Regions from separate parts of the Mus musculus genome. Here region 2 is linked to region 1. Evidence: chromatin contacts called from public Hi-C data. All regions are on one chromosome and are shown on one strand. The core of a region is the stretch at or near the end of the contact, and the rest is flanking DNA. Distances in the headings are between cores, read along the strand shown.

The links. A called contact is a pair of places that touch in the nucleus more often than the background predicts.
Region 2: a contact with region 1 is called in a Hi-C map of the G1E-ER4 cell line, with 3 times the contacts expected there. The contact joins the enhancer-like site here to the promoter of Elp6 in region 1. A contact is called at or near these places in 1 of 484 Hi-C or Micro-C datasets (the G1E-ER4 cell line) and 3 of 9 other capture datasets (adipose tissue, liver and pancreatic islet).

The regions. Positions count from the first base shown.
Region 1 is chr9:110,303,885-110,307,230 of GRCm38.p6, forward strand. Elp6 (elongator acetyltransferase complex subunit 6) reads left to right here and starts at 1,308. Exons shown (of 7, transcript NM_001081381.1): 1 at 1,308-1,465. The coding sequence starts at 1,412.
Region 2 is chr9:110,447,004-110,450,669 of GRCm38.p6, forward strand. The region is part of intron 3 of Klhl18 (kelch-like 18); the gene reads right to left. Among named protein-coding and RNA genes, the nearest start is that of Klhl18, 28 kb to the right of the region's middle. Within about 2 kb of position 2,143, at least 65 of the 459 cell types and tissues checked have an H3K27ac peak or open chromatin away from gene starts, as enhancers often do. A contact at or near this core is called in the G1E-ER4 cell line, where this site is marked.

The DNA.
Region 1 (3,346 bases), core at 58-2,557:
TGTGAGCCACCATGTGGTTGCTGGGATTTGAACTCTGGACCTTCAGAAGAGCAGTCGGGTGCTCTTACCCACTGAGCCATCTCACCAGCCCTGCTTCTGTTTCTTAAGTGCTGAAATTAAAGGTATGTGCCACCACCACTAGCTTATATTTCTTTCTTCCTCTTCTTCCTCCTCCTCCTCTTTTTTGTTTGTTTGCTTGCTTGTTTTTTCGAGATGGGGTTTCTGTGTTCGCCTGGCTAGCCTGGATTCACTTTGTAGACCAGGATGGCCTCATACTGCCAGAGATCTGCCTGCCTCTGCCTCCTGAACACTAGGATTAAAGGTGTGCCCCATAACGCCCAGTTCCATTATTTTTATTTTTTAGAGGTAGTTTCACAAAGCTCAGACTTGCTGGCAACCCTCCTGCCTAAGCCTCCTGACAGCTGAGATCACAGATGTTGGCAGCATGCTTTTTATGTTGTTTTTGATGCTAGGAAAGAACTCTTCAACTGACCTGTATCCCTCTGACTTTTCTTTTTTGTTCTTTTATTGTTTTAGCAGAAGGCCGAGGAGGGCCTTGCTTATTTAAAATAAAACTATGCATACGTTTTGATGGTATGTATAGGTGCACCACTTCTATGCTTGGTACCCTTGGAGGCCAGAAGAGGCTATCAGATTCCCTGGGACTGTAGTTACAGAGGGTTATAAGTTGCCAAGTGGATAATGAGAATCAAATTAGGGTCCTCTAAAATCTTCTGAGTCCCCTTAAATTTTTTTGTGTATATTGTGTGTGCATGTGCTGCAGAGCCCAGAAGAGGGCGTCGGGTCCCCTGGAGCTGGAGTTACAAGTAGAGCAACCCAATGTGGGTGGTCTTCAGAGGGAGGAAGAAGAGCGTTTATTCCCTGAGCCATCTCTTTGGCCTCCTGGCTTCTGCTTTATACAAAAAGCTCTTCAGGATGTAATTCTGTGCTAGTAAGGTTTGTTCTCTCTTTTTGCGAAGATCCTGCAAACATTTCTCTATGTGTTCCATGTATCTAGCCCAAGTTTGTGAGCAATACACTAGGAAGACGTGGAGCAACTAAGACCCGGAGGTGCGGAGGGAGGGGGAGCAACGGAAAGAGAAAGCTCGCCTGCTCGTGCTAAATCGTGAGGGAGCACCAGCACTGTGTGGACCCGCACCTACTGAGAGCAGCACAATGGTCCATTGCCCGAATGAGAGATCGCTCTAAGGCTCAGCTTTACGAGCATACGTGCTCACGCGCTTGCGCAGCAGCAGCAGCAGCATCACAACCCCAAGCCTGATTGGCTGACTCGAGTCCGGCAGCGAGATCACGCATGCGCGCTTTCTCGCGCTCGCGAGCACGGTCTTGTGGGTGCTGTTCTTGGACCTTCATTCTTTCTGTAGAACCATAATTTTTATCCCAGTTCACGATGTTTCCGGAACTCAACAACCTTCTCAGCACCACCCCAGACAAGACCGAGCAGGTAAGATGTCGTGCGGACCGGAAGAGGGCAGGTCCCGGGAGCGTGCAGGATTGCATCCGGGACGCTGCGCGGTGGAGTAGGCGCGTCTGCCGTAAACCGAGGGCATCTGGGAGTTGTAGTCTGGAGAGGGCTCGCCGAGGCTGCAGTCGCATTCCTGGGCCTTTGGAAGATGGGTTTCTGGACTATCTTGCGTGTTCGCTTCCAGCCCCAGGACCATGTGCTCCGTGCCACACTGGCGCCCAAAGATGGTTGCAGAGCAGGCCCTAGAGGAGATCCTTTTATCTGTCCTGAATCTCCTTCCACCATGGAACATTTTACAGGTTGCACGGAACACTGCTTGCACTCTTCCTAGTTCTGATGATATCTGGTTGCAAAAAGGCCTCAGCATATTCCATCCCCTCTGTTTTTCCCAACCTCCTCACTCTCCATGGAACCTCGAAATGTCTTTCACATTTTCACTTAGGGGTTACCTCTCCCAGGAGTATATCTGTTTTATTCTGTAATTTGCAGCAAACACACCACATATGGAAAGCTTTAAATAGATCTTGTGGATTTTGGTTGTTTGGTTGCTTATTTGTTTTTTTTGTTTTTTGAGACAGGGTTTCTCTGTGTAGCTCTGGCTGTCCTGGAACTCACTCTGTAGACCAGGCTAGGCCTTGAACTCAAGAAATCTGCCTGTCTCTGCCTCCCAAGTGCTGGGATCAAAGGCGTGTGCCACCACTGCCCTGCGATCCTTCTGGGTTTTATTTGCCTAACAGTTCTTGACTGTTCAGACCTCCAGTTCTGACTACTTTTCTAGTTGCTAGGGCATTTCCCAGGTCCAGAGTGACAGCAGGAAGTGACCACTTTGGGTGGGAAATGTGTTTCAAGGCCAGGCAGTGTGATTTGGCATTTTATATTGGGGGGAGGGAGGAGAGGGACACAGCTGAAACCCAGAGGCATTGGACAGGTTTTCCCTAGGTTGGTACAGCATTGAGGTGGTGTGTGACAGCCCTTGGTCCCAATGTTGTCTGTTACTTACAGAACTACAGCAGGTAGTTAGGCAATGCAGAGACCATCTTCATAGGGCTTTCCAGCGATTGCTGTGATAAGAGTCCCGTCTGAACCACAGTCACTGGGAGATCTTTGTCATCAGAGGCCTTGTCAAGAATTGGGCCAGGGGATAGAACAGTGGATATAGGGCTTGGCACCAAGTATAGAAGTGGAATTTGGGTTCCAAGAACCCACGTCAAAGCCAGGTAGGCAAGAGGACACCTGTCATCCCAGCACTAAAGAGGCAGAGGTGGGATCCCTGGGGCAAGCTGGCTGGCTGCATTAGTTCAGATTGCCTAGTCATTAAGATTCCCTACCTTGATAAATTGGAAAGAATGGAAAGCGGCTGAAGAAGACACCCAGCCCCGACTTCAAGTCTCCCTACATGTGTGCCTGCACACACATGTCCATGCACATGCAGACACAGATACCACAACCACAAACCCAAAACTAAAACCGTTTTTTTTTTTTCCCCTCCCCATTCACTGTTACAGACACAGACGCCAGGGAGCATCTTAGGGCCTAAGACACTACTTAAAACATCGTACAATTAGGTGTGTGGTGGCAGGGGCAACAACAGGCAGATCTCTGTGAGTTCTAGGCCAGCCTAGAACAGCCTGTAGGGTGAGTTCCTGCCTCAAAACAAACAGAACAAAATAACTCTGTTTCAAGATGGTCTGACTTGAGCATATCAGGCTGGTATTTTTTTGTTCCTTTGTTTTTGCTTTTGTTTCTTATGTCTGTGTAGCCATGCTGGCTTGAAACTCACGGTGTAGACTAGACTAGTCTCGGGCTCACAGAGTCCCGCCACCCTCTGTCTCTCAGGTGCTGAAAGGAACCACAGTCTGC
Region 2 (3,666 bases), core at 893-3,392, 140 kb after region 1:
ATGGTGTGAGGTACCATTTTCCATGACCCATCTTCATAAGGTATCGGCTTAGATGGGCTAGCCTTAAGTCTTTGTTTCCTGGGGCATGCGTGGCCTTGTCATGTCAAAGTGGAATGGACTGTCAGGAAGTCCTATGACCTAACTGTCACATGAGAAGACAGCGAGAACACACTGGGATGCCTTGTCACCAAGCCAGATGCTGCGCTTTCTGAGTATCCAGGGCACGAGTCCACCTCTTAGGCACTAGGAAGGCACCAAAGGCATGGAAGAGTCACCTTTATTCAGGGACCATTACACATTTTTTTAGGCAGAGGGAGGCTCCATGATCTAAGAGTTCAAAACCCTAGGAACAACAGCAGAACTCCATGCAAGCTGGCCCATGTCCTTCATGTCTCTCTTCTCTGCCTCCAGTCCCACAGTGGGCATGCTGGGATGTCCAATGTGTACCACTACATGGGGCTTTGTAGTGGGTTCTAGACTCAGTTCTTAGCAGCAGCAGAAACAAGAGGGACCCTGCCTCAACGATATGAAATGAGATTCCATACACCCCTGAAAGCTGTTCTCTGACCTCCATTCATTTGTGTGGCATGCATGCCCCTCTCCAAATAAATAAGTAACATCAACAAGCACACACCAGAAGATAAAATTAAAAGTAAAATTTAAAAGTAGCATTTTCAGACCAGTGAGATAGTAGATGAAGGAGCCTGTTGCAAAGCCTGACAAGAACCTCAGCTCAATCCCTGGGACCCACACAGTGGCTATCCTCTGATCTCCAGATGTACAACATAGCACGTGTGCACTCATGTAAACACACACATGCATGCACGGACACGAAACACACAGGCACACACACACACACACACACAGACACACACATGCATGGAACAAACAAAATGAATGTAGGCAAAAGCACTCAGCACAGTGCCTGGCATGAAGCTGGATGCTATTAAAGTTCCTATTATATTTGCTTTCTTACTCTCAAACAAACCGAGCAGGATTCTGCAGTCTTTGTGACAGAGTAGACTCTGAGGGATCCAATTACCCAGCTTTCCTGTTCCCCTCTAGAGTCTTGGTTGCCCTGGAACTCTCTATGTGGTCTAAGAAGTGGCCTCAAACTTGAGGCATGCTTTTGCTTCAGCCTCACGAGTGCTTCGATGACAGTCACAAGTGACAACATCTGGCTCCTCAGTGGGTTCTCTGAGGCCAAGGAAACAAAATCCCCGTGGAGCAGCCGAGACTAGACAGCAAGGAGCAGGGGGCTGAGCTGAGGAGAAGTGTCGCTTAAGAGACGTTAAGCTGGTGTAAGGCAATGAGGATAGCTGAGCTCCCACAGCGGGTGCCTCACTTGGGGCCCATCCACCCAACCGCACACACCGGGAGCTGAATGGAGCCCACAGATGATGGGGCAAGGGTGAGCTCGCGCCTTCTGCTCCCCTCCCCACTCTCTCCAAAGGTTAGGACCGCTGCATGTACTTTGGTCAGCTTGATATAACATGGAGCACTGGTCGTGCCTTCCTGAGTGAGCTGTGCTACTCCACCCCACAGGAAGGAGTACGGGAAGGCAACCTGCGAGGCCGCAGATGGGAATGGCAGAGAGTGGCCTCACAGGCGAGACACCCACTCAGGATAGAGGTAGGAAGGAAGCAGAGACCTGTGTCTTTCACTAGCTCCTTCCACAGCCGTCCGCTTCACTGACAGCTCAGTTTTGCACGTAAGGAGACTGTCAGGGTATCGTGCTGCGCTATTGCAGACCTATCTAAAACAGAAAAGGAACTGCTGGGCTTTGTTGTTGTTTGAGTGAGGGTCTATGTAGCCTGGAGGGAAACAGGAGAGCTGGGGAATTGGATCCCTCAGAATCTACTACATATGTACCTAGAGGTGATATGTAGACCAAGTTGGCCTCATCCAGCCCCACCTGCTCCTGGATGCTGGGACTAAGGATGTGTGCCACCTTGTCCAGCGGCTCAGCATCTAGAAGAGAAAATGCCTTATGACAGATAACGTCTGGTGTTGCAGCGATAACCTCAAAAGCCCCTAGGTGGCACTGTTGTCCTCTGATGAAAGTGTAAAGAATAGCAACTGGCAGCACCCATTGCATCTGCAAGTCATTATCCGTTTGTGTGTGTGTGTGTGTGTGTGTGTGTGTGTGTGTGCGCGTGCGCGAGTGTGTGTGTGTGCTTGTATCCCTCCAGCCTCCTCTAGAGAGTGTCCTAAGGCAGGGACAAGGCTGGTCCTGGAGCTGCAAGGTTTCCACCTGCAACACATGGCCTCAAGGTGAAACCATTTGCCCTGCAGCTAGCTGAGGTGCACCTCTACATTTGAGGCATCACTGCCACAGTTGTGTGTCAGTGTGCACATGACAGTGCTCAGTGATGCCCACGGGCATCAAATAGGTAGGATGTGGAGACCCTCCAGGGGCCACACACACTCTCAGTGGGCAGGACTGGTGGAGTGGGGTGGGAAGGGGAGGTCAGCTCTGAGAGGATGATGTTCTTGAGCACAGGGCTCAGGTGGAAGGCACGTTGATCATCAGGCTAAGCATGGAGACTGGACTTGGAAGAACATCAAATGCACACGGGAGCTCTTCTGCTTCTTCCATGCCTGTGTATGGCCCAGCCTAAAGCTCACCTCCAAATCTCTGGTGATTAAATGGCCTTTAGCTTATGACAGAGCACTGTCCCCTGAAGGGAAGGAAGAGCTTATCTGATCAGCTAAAAGATCACAGAAGAACCCAGGAAACCCCTTGCCAGGAAGCAGAAACAGTAGGAGTATAATCCGCGGTCATCACCCTAAACGACCTCACAACGACGGCCTCCAGTGGACAGACATAAAGGTGGGATCTGATTGAGCTGCGTATAAAAAGGGACTCATGTGGGTTAAGGATCTAAACAAACATGGAGATGGCTATGGAACAGTTCGAATAAATAAATAAACAAATAAATAAAAAAAGCAAACAGTGCCAAATAAATCAATGTTAGTTTGTTGAGAAGTTAGCTAAGTTATGAGCAATGCTAAATGGATACAACAGACTGTATTTAAATGTGCACACACACACACACACACAAAATGATAAAAGAAAAAGAAGTCATTATTTAAGAGGGTCTTGGGGAGCACAGAGGAGAGGGAGCCGGGGAGCACAGAGGAGAGGGAGCCGGGGAGCACAGAGGAGAGGGAGCTGGGGAGCACAGAGGAGAGGGAGCCGGGGAGCACAGAGGAGAGGGAGCCGGGGAGCACAGAGGAGAGGGAGCCGGGGAGCACAGAGGAGAGGGAGCCGGGGAGCACAGAGGAGAGGGAGCCGGGGAGCACAGAGGAGAGGGAGCCGGGGAGCACAGAGGAGAGGGAGCTGGGGAGCACAGAGGAGAGGGAGCTGGGGAGCACAGAGGAGAGGGATGGATGGAAATGATGTAAATACAGAACACATTAGAAATTCTCAAAAAAATAAATTTAAAACTAACAACAAAAAAGGGGGGATAAATTAGCTAAATGAACTGCTGGTCAGATTGAAAAGGGATGGTCACAAAGAGTCTATGCCATGCCACAACAGTGTATGTAAATGGCCAAACAGTTGGGTCCTGCACAGTGCTGATCCCAAGAAATGCCATCTTTACAGAGTAACTCCCAGCTCGTTGTTCAAAACACTGCAGACACACCATTAACTCAGCAAGG